Regions from separate parts of the Canis lupus genome. Here region 1 is linked to region 2. Evidence: chromatin contacts called from public Hi-C data. All regions are on one chromosome and are shown on one strand. The core of a region is the stretch at or near the end of the contact, and the rest is flanking DNA. Distances in the headings are between cores, read along the strand shown.

Region 1 (4,319 bases), core at 1,437-3,936, 160 kb after region 2:
TCAGGATTTGGCTACGTGGGACTGTTCACTGTTTATGTTTTATATGCTTTCTGAATTAATATTTCGATAAGCATGTTAAGATATATTTAATGAGGGTATAGATTTTTAATGAGGGTATAGATTTCTGGTTATGGCCAGATCTTTGTAACATCAGACACCTTACCTTCCATCATCAGACTGTTATTTCTGCTGACTGACTTGACTGACTTTACCCAAGAGAATGATTTTTAACTTTTTTTTTTTTTTTTTTTTGGCCAAGATCTGGGCGGAACAGGTTTAAGTACATCCTATCAGGATTTGTTGGTTCTGCCAAGTATTAGGTTGACTCTGTGAGGAATCACTGTCTTTCAGGTGGTGATAAATTGCGCCATCCCTAAGGGGTTGAAGTACAATCAGGCTACACAGACCTTCCACCAGTGGCGAGATGCCAGACAGGTGTATGGCCTCAACTTTGGCAGCAAGGAGGATGCCAATGTCTTCGCAAGTGCCATGATGCATGCCTTAGAGGTGTTGAATTCACAGGAAACAGGTACGGTATCTTGGTTTACTTGTTTCTTCCAACTCAAGTGCCCTGTGTATGTGTATGTGAAATAATGTTTGAAGTAATTCTTAAATTTCTGTTGTTTCCCTCAGAAGTGTGAACTTTGGTTTCTTGATGATAGACATACAGTTTAGAAGGATAATCTTACAAGATTGGTTAGTCAGTAAGTTTTTAACCTTCTCCTTTGAAGATGGTTATGATCCTCCTACTCTAGAACCTTAGCTTTTATTGCATGGATGTGAACCTCAGAGAATATGCAGTGGATAGAAATTGTGTATTTATCGTCATCTCACCTTTATATGAAGAAACACATGCTTTCCGAAATATGTTTTTTAAGTCACTTCCAAGCCCATGAACTTCATGTAGGACTGGGTTTCCTTCATCCTTGCACAGAAGAGACCTTGATTCTGAAAGTTGTTTAAAGATTTTAGGAGTGCCCTCAGGTGGTATGCGCCATGAATTGCATCCCTTCTGATACTGTGTGGTAGTGAAAAAGAGAAGTGGAAATAATTGTACTGTTTAAAAACCCAGGGTTTAAAATTGTGTATGTCTCAGAGATGTGATTTAGCTTTGGTTCACAAAATCGAAAATGAAATATACCGATGTGTGGTTATCTCTTTGGGGAGATAGATTTTATATCCTAAAAATAAGTGTTATATGTAAAACAATGTAAATACGATTACTTTTGCCTTTGTTGTATACTTAGTAGTGATGTTGATGATATAAATGTGCCAGAAGCAAAATTTATTTATGTATCTTAAGAGGAGAGACAGATTAATTTTTGATACTTTGTTGAAGGTACAGTTTCAAAGCTTGTTATAGATATGTCAAGTTTTATTTATACCATGACTTATTCTAAGAAGCATTGAAGCATCTAGCCCATAGATTAGTCTATTTCAGATAGAAATTTCAGAGCAAGACGACATTTTGGAATCTTGCCAAAACCACCTTTTTATGCCTATAAGATGATTGATAGGAGGTCTTTTGAGGAAATTAAGATTTTTTATAAATAATTGGGACATAGCTCTTACATCTTATCTGTTTTGAGAAGATAAACCTCTGGAGCTTCAGTAAGTCCAGAACGTAGCACAGGAAAGCCCTTGGGTGTGCATAGTCTTGGGTGTAGATTGAGTGGCCACGCATTGGTCTCTTGTCAGCCTTCTGCTGCAGGGATAGAATGTCCCCTCATTGTGGTCTCACTGTAGGGGAGAAACTAGGATTGTGGCTCTTATTCTGTAAAGAGGCCAGCTGCATAATGAATAATTAAAGTCCCAAAGTGTAGTGGGTGTGTTTAGGACAGTGACATTTGGCTTCTGCATGTTTGAAGCAAAATAGCATTTTTATTTCTAAACCTTCAAAAGAGTGTCTGTGGATGTTAGAAACTAGACGATTGTTTTTCATCTTGTCATCTATTTGTTTTTAACCAAATGGAAAAGATTGTTTTTAAGTGTGGAGTCCTGTAGTTTGCTTTCAGAATGTAAACACTAATGTTTTCCCTTCTGATCTTTGTCTTTTGAAATTGATGAGTCTTAGTGTGGAGAGACTCAGTTACATTCTCTTATAATTTCCACATTCTAGAAAGTTTGGCAAATGGAAAAATTGCCCACCATCTCACTATAATTGTGAACATTTTGGTAAGGCAGACAAATTCAATAGATTCTTCTTAGATGATTGTGAGATTTTGTTCTGTTCAGGGTCACAACAAGCCTTTCGTGCCATGGGCCAAGGGGAGGAGGATAGTGGCAGAACAGGTGGGCCCATTGTAACCATCTCCCTGCACCATGGCCCTGCCACTTGGTTTTGTAGCAGTTTCATCAGAGAAAAGAAAGCATGTGGAATGGTTGATGTATTTAGATAATGACTTTCTTCATAATTAACTGTAGCTAGACTCTAATTTCTGATCTTTGATGGCACTAACTGGCTTGGAAATAGAGGCGCAGGAGGTGAAGAATCAGAAGAATCCAGAAGAGTGTCATTTTCTCTGTAGGTCTCCACAGTAGGATGGTTGTGTCCCCCACCCCAGGATCACTTAGTGGACTTGACTTGGCTGCTTAAACAAACCCAATAATGTCACCTCTCATCCTGAGCATGCCTTCCCCTTCCACAGCTGTTTGCTTTGGGTTCACAGCCAGTTCCTTGCTGAAACCATCTATTGTCTTCCCTGCCAAAACCACCTTGAAAAAAGTTCACTGGCATGTCCCCTCCCTAAGCAAACAATATACCCAGTAAACCTCTGATCAGAAGCCACAGAAACAAACATTTCTAAAGGTAAAGTGACTGCAGACAGTAGTCTTTCCTGCTGCTTAATGGTTTGCCATGTTTTAAAACTATTTTTCCATATTGAATACTTCTGTTCATTTTGTTATTTTTTAGCTATTAATATCAGTATTATTCACTGAACGTTGGTTTATTCTTCTGAGTGATTTTAGGCTTTTTAAAGTTATGCACAGCCTTGTTCAAACAAAATCTCCTATAGAACCTTAGTGCATTCAGACAAACTGTGGTGCCATTCTGATTTGTGGGAGGGTCAGGGCCCAGAGCCACTGAGGCACCATGCAGCTTTCCAGAGCAGGGGCTGAAGGTACCAGCCCATTCGTTTTGCCAAAACCCATAATTGCATGGTTCTCCTTTCCCCTCTCCCTTGTCCCTGAGTTCTCTAAGCCCTCCAAATATTTTTTTAATGGACAAAAAACCACTTTCTTTGGGGCTGTTCATACTGACCTTTATAAGGTACTCTGTGCATGTGAAATTTCCATCTCTTTTATGAAAAGGGAGGGTGGCAGGAATGTTTTCCTTTATTTTGTTTTTAACTTGGTGTGCAATTATCTAATATACTGGAAAGTACAGGAGGTGCTAAATACAGCGAGTTATATTTGGAATTTAAAAAACACAAATCACATGTTCTAACATTCTTAAAAAAAGAGTTGGGTTAGCCTTCCTTCTTTTATACCAAATGCTACAGTTTATCTCTTCCCTTTCTCTAAGGTTAGACTCAACTTAAACACTTACTTTCAGATGGTATTATCCAGACTGATATTTTTATTTCTGTGTTGTTTGTCAGGTACATTTATAGCAGGTTTGCAGGTAATAGTTGTGGATTACATAAAATATAAAGTTAGTCCTTGCGATGATTAGTGGAGGTAAATTTGCACACTGTTTTTGTGAAAGGTTCAGGGCATTTGAAAATAGGAAATAATTTTTTAAATTCACTTTTTCCTGCATAGCCAGGAAGTATATTCTGCTTTTGTTCTTCTCAATCAAGATTAAGCATACCTTTGTAGAAGAAAACCTTAAAATATTATACCATTAACTAAGACTGCTTTTGCTTGATTTTATTTTATAGCTATTGAAGATGAGAACACAGAGATCTCATGTTTAAAAATTTTAGATTTTAAAAATAGTTTTATAGAGATTCCATTAAATTTTTTTTTTTTTTTTTGCTGGAAACTTGATCTGATACACCTTTCATATGAGCATTTATATGAATTTTATCTCACCATTTTAAAATCTTTTTGAGATATGTTTTAGAATTAATTGGATTTTAGAAACCTCAAAAAGTTTCTAGAAATACCTTAAGGTAATAGAGACATTTATTTTTCAGCCCTGCAGATCGCAGGAGTCACGAGACCAATATTGTGGTTGTATCATAGATGTCATCAAGTGTGTTTTGAGCATAGGTTCTGTGTCAGGCATGAGGAATAATGCTAACAGGATGAGGCCTGTCCCTTGCCCTCCGGGCTTTCGGCTACGGGAAACAAGATCAGCACATTAGGATACA
Region 2 (4,584 bases), core at 1,910-4,409:
TGAATAAATTAATAAAATCTCTAAAAAGAGAAAGAGAGAGGTTCAGGGACCAAGGTGTCAAGGACATCTGGAGGTTGGATACTAGGAAAGAGGAGCTGAAGTTACAGATGGATGAGATTTCAGAGGAGCAGTAGTTCCTGGTGAGGCTGAATTATCCATACTTAATGAATGTCACCAATAAGAAAGAGGATGGGATGAAGAAGATGACTAGGGGCCAGGGACTTGGGTATTGAGAATGGGGTGGGAGAGCAGCAATGAGGGGCAGAGAGGGCAGGGTCAGGAAGAATGACCCTCTGGGAGGAGGGGTTTTTGCCTGGAGGTGAAGACGGTAGAACTTGAGACAATGACACCTTTGCCTTCTGTCACAATGAGGGACATAATGTATGTCAAATGTCTACCTTGGGCAAGTGTAAGGCAGATCCAGTCCTTGCCTCCTAGAGACCATAGCTTTGGGAGGAGGGGACAGTGGATCAGGGATTTCATTGGTGAGGGTGCCCAGCACTGGGGGTTCCTGCATCCCTGAGCTTGGCGCAGCTCCAGCCCCTGAAGACAGAGAAACCAGGATGGTGTGAGGGGAACTGCCCTGGAACATTCCAGTGTCCCCCCCACTACACTCAATGCATTCTTTAAAGCAGGTTGTTTTCCAGCTGTAGAGACATGGCTTGGGAAAGGCTATCTGAGAGTGCCCCTTATTAATTGTACTTGGCTTCATTTTCACACCCATGGATCCCATCTGGGCATTAAAACAACCCTGTGAGGGCAGTTCTCCAGCCCTTATCACAATTCTGAAAGTCTGAAAAGCTCCGACAAACAAAAGTATCTTAGTAACTCCATTGGTAAAAAAGTTGACCTCTTAGAAGGTTGTTTGGAGTTTTTAATTGTCCTACCTGGTGTGTTTGAGGACAGGGTGGAGCCCGGTCTCTGTTTGTGGCATCACATGGTGCATGGCAAGCGTGCCATATTCCCTTTGTGTAATCCAACAAGCTGTGGATTCCCAAACACATGTGGCTTCAAGGATTCTGGACAAGGGATTATGGATCTGTGCGACTGTCCTCTCTAGCTGATGAAGAAACCAAGTTTGAGGGGTGCCTGGCCAGCTTAGCCTGTAGCACATGAGATTCTTGATCTCATGGATGGGAGTAGAGATTACTTAAAAACCAAAATCTTGGGGCTCCTGGGTGGCTCAGTGGTTGAGCATCTGCCTTCAGCTCAGGTCGTGATCCCGGGATCCTGGGATCAAGTTCCGCATCTAGGCCTCCCTGAAGGGAGCCTGCTTCTCCCTCTGCCTATGTCTCTGACTCTCTCTGTGTCTTTCATGAATAAATAAATACAATCTTAAAAATAAAGATAACAAACTCCAAAAACCCAAAATCTTAAAAAAAGAAAGAAAAAGAAGAAAGAAAAGAAAAAAAAAGAAAAGAAAGAAAGAAAGAAAAAAAGAAAGAAAGAAAGAAAGACACCAAATCTAAGAATAAATTATACTCCACAGACTGACTGGCACAGGACTTTGCTCTTCATTGGGCAGCCAGTGGCAAGCCAGCAGGTGTTAAACACAATAGGAAGAGGTATGATTAATTTTGATTTTTAGAAATTGTAACCAGTAGTAAGAGGGGAGCTGGACCCATGGAAGGGAGCCTGGGCACAAGGTGGAAACCAAAAGCCTTTGCCTCCTTGATCACTGTCCTGTCTTCGGGATTCCCAGCATCGCACTTCCATTGATCCCCTGAGCTGGGTCCCCACTGACCTTCACGTTGCCCTTCTCACAGGCAACTCTCAATCCCTTGACTAGATTATTCAGCTGCACTTAAGGCACTGGCCACCCTGCCGTCTTAAAACCTCCCCAGCCGCTGGCTTTTCTGACCTCCTTCTCCCTTGCCTGCCTTCTCCCCTTGGGGCCTTACGGCTCTGGCTCTCTGCTGGTCCCCAGCACCCCCAGCTCCGCCAGCAGTGGGCCAGAGGCACCAGATGGAGCTCACCCTCTATGGTTCTTCCTGGGCCATACGCACCCCGTCCCGGATTTCTGCTCAGCTCTGCCCTCCTCCCTGAGCCTGACTCTTGTATCAATGCCTGTCAGGCCCTTGGCTAACCCAAGTTCCACTTGGGGAGATGAACGTAACTTCTCAGCAAACCATAGCAATTTATGAGTGATGCTTGTGATGCCTTCTTTTTTGCCTATTTTACTATTGCTCTTTGCAAATTAAGCCACTCCTATCCTGGGTTTGACCACCAGGAATTCAGTACCTGTGCCTTACAGACCTTCTATGGGCCAGTCGTGTGCTGGGCGAAGTCCTTTAAGTGAATGAGGTCAGGGCAGAAATAATAAGGCAAATCCATGAATCCCTGTCACCGGAGATAGGAAGCGTGTCACGGGGGAGGAGAGAGCAGTGTAAGCCACGAATCTGGCAGAGCATGTGTGGACTTCCCTTTACCTTGATCTTCCCCCAAAGGAGAAAGGTTTTATTGTTTTTAAGATAGAAATGACCAACTGAACTGTCCTGCTTGAAGCCTTCTTGTTTCCTGGGGTGACTTCCAAACATGGTCAGCACCCTAGGGGGTTCTAGTTCACAAGCAGGTGTAGGTCCTACAAGGGATTCTCAGGTTAATAATCAGTAACAGTCCTTGACGCCGCAGCTTGCCAGAGGCTGTGGGTTGTTATGTTGGTTTTCAGGCGGTGTTCGTGGAAGCCACTATGTGCCAGGAGTCAAAGCAGCTGCTGTTCCTCCAGTACCTTCCTGGGTTACGTGGAGTCAAAGCGAAACAAATAGGGTAAGAGGAGCCAACCGAGAAACCGGTTGGTCGGGTGGCTGTGTCCAGAGTGGGGAAGGAAGGAGACCCAGGGCGGCCTGCTACTGACCGACAGACGGATGTGGCCCCAGCAGCGTGGGCCCAGCGTCCAGCGGGGGGCAGTGGTGTGCAGAAAGTCCAGGGCGCTGCCCCCGAAGGATCTGGTCCCTGGGGAGCCAGCCTTCTGCCCAGCTTAGCCAGGGAAGCCGCTGTACCTTTGGTTACATTTTGTTCAAATAACGCTTCCTTTCTGGAGACCGCCTGAGAGCTTGCTTGTTTGCCAGGAACCTCCAACCCAGTTTAATTCATTAATGACTTATTGAGCACCATTCCGGGGCTGCCGTGACAGCAAAGCCGGGTGCAGGAAGCTTCCAGGCTACCGAGAGCAGAGGGCACAGGGGTGAGGCAAGATGACAAAGCTGAAGGCAAAGCTGAATGAGCGTTTATGGAGCATCCATGATCACGGGTGCCTGGCACGCTGGGGAGTGGGGCAGATCTAAGCATTCCCTCCCTCCCAGGTGCATGGGGCGGGCTCGGCCAGAGCTCAAGACCAAACCCTATAAGGTGAGACTGTATAAAAGGCCACCAGGTCTCCCTGGTGTGTCCGAGGGGGTAGCCCAGGGCTGCCCCAGGGACCCACCTCCGGCACACCCCAACCACCCCAGCCTGTGGGCTGAAGCCCTGGAGCTGCCCCGGGGACAGTAGGATTGCCTTGCGGCTGGGAGGGACAAAGGTAGAGCAAGAAGTTACCCTAAGAGACAACGCTCCTTCCTAGGAGCCAGGCTGAAGGGGTGCTCAGAAGCCACAGAAGCTCCCCCGAGGGTAAAGGCATTCCCCAGGTGAGCTCAGAGCTCCTGGAGGCTGTCTCTAGGCGCCCCAGGTACATGCTGCTCTGAGAATGCTGACGTTGCCGTACGTTGGGTAGGTAATGATCCTGATGCCTCCCCCCCACCCGCCTCCTCAAGTAGCTCCACGCCCAACGTGGGGCTTGAACTTACTACCCTGAGATCAATAGTAGCAGGCTCTACACTGAGCCAGCCAGGTGCTCTGGGGCAGGTCATGATCTCTTTTGGGTGAAGCAGATTTAAGCAGAATGAAAACATCTCATGAACAGGGAGAAAAGCTTCCCCCCCACCCCACGTGTGTTGAGAAGGAACAGGTTCTGATCAAAAACCACCCCCAGTGTTTCCTTCTCTGGAGGCAGCTGGGGCAGGCCAGGTCAGATCTGCCCAAGCCCTGCTGCTGGCTGTTTTAAGGCGGGGAGGTGCCCCAAGATCCCTAAGCTCCTGGCTTGCCAGTTGCATCTGAAATTGATTGAAATGAAATGTAAACCCCAGTAGCTGGGAAGGAAAGGTCAGGATTTTACCCCTGTGTGCTCCCCTCCCTGGCCTGGGTCCCATCACTGCTCAGGTTCCCTTGCACTGCCCACAGGCCCCAGAGAATGGCTTCATTGTCCGCCAGACAAACCCAAATAGCAGCATCTTCTGTTCTCTGCCTTAGGGAGATTCACTTGAAACCCCAAAGTCCCAGATGTGGGAGACAATGGGGATGGTTGTTGCAGAGTAGTGAGCCTGGAACAGATGAGAGGCAGGTATAGGGAAGACAGCCCGTGTGCTGGGCTGGGCTGCAGGAGAGCCACTGCATTAACCCAGTTAGCACTGGCAGGAGTTCTGTTAATCACCAAAGAAGTGCCAGTGGGGAAAGAGGACAACCAGCTGGTGGGGGACTCGGGGGGCAGGAGGGGACGGCCCTGGAAAGAAAGGACGGGCACTTATTTCTAGGCTGGTAAATGCTATTTTT

Evidence for each region. A called contact is a pair of places that touch in the nucleus more often than the background predicts.
Region 1: a contact with region 2 is called in a Hi-C map of amygdala, with 4 times the contacts expected there. The contact joins two enhancer-like sites. A contact is called at or near these places in 3 of 9 Hi-C or Micro-C datasets (amygdala, blood and skin fibroblasts).

What each region holds. Positions count from the first base shown.
Region 1 is chr7:39,136,070-39,140,388 of UU_Cfam_GSD_1.0, forward strand. It overlaps ENAH (protein enabled homolog), which reads left to right. Exons shown (of 16, transcript XM_038542832.1): 3 at 352-529. Among named protein-coding and RNA genes, the nearest start is that of ENAH, 82 kb to the left of the region's middle. Within about 2 kb of position 2,687, at least 3 of the 20 cell types and tissues checked have an H3K27ac peak or open chromatin away from gene starts, as enhancers often do.
Region 2 is chr7:38,977,397-38,981,980 of UU_Cfam_GSD_1.0, forward strand. No RefSeq gene overlaps it. Among named protein-coding and RNA genes, the nearest start is that of SRP9, 5.0 kb to the left of the region's middle. Within about 2 kb of position 3,160, at least 7 of the 20 cell types and tissues checked have an H3K27ac peak or open chromatin away from gene starts, as enhancers often do.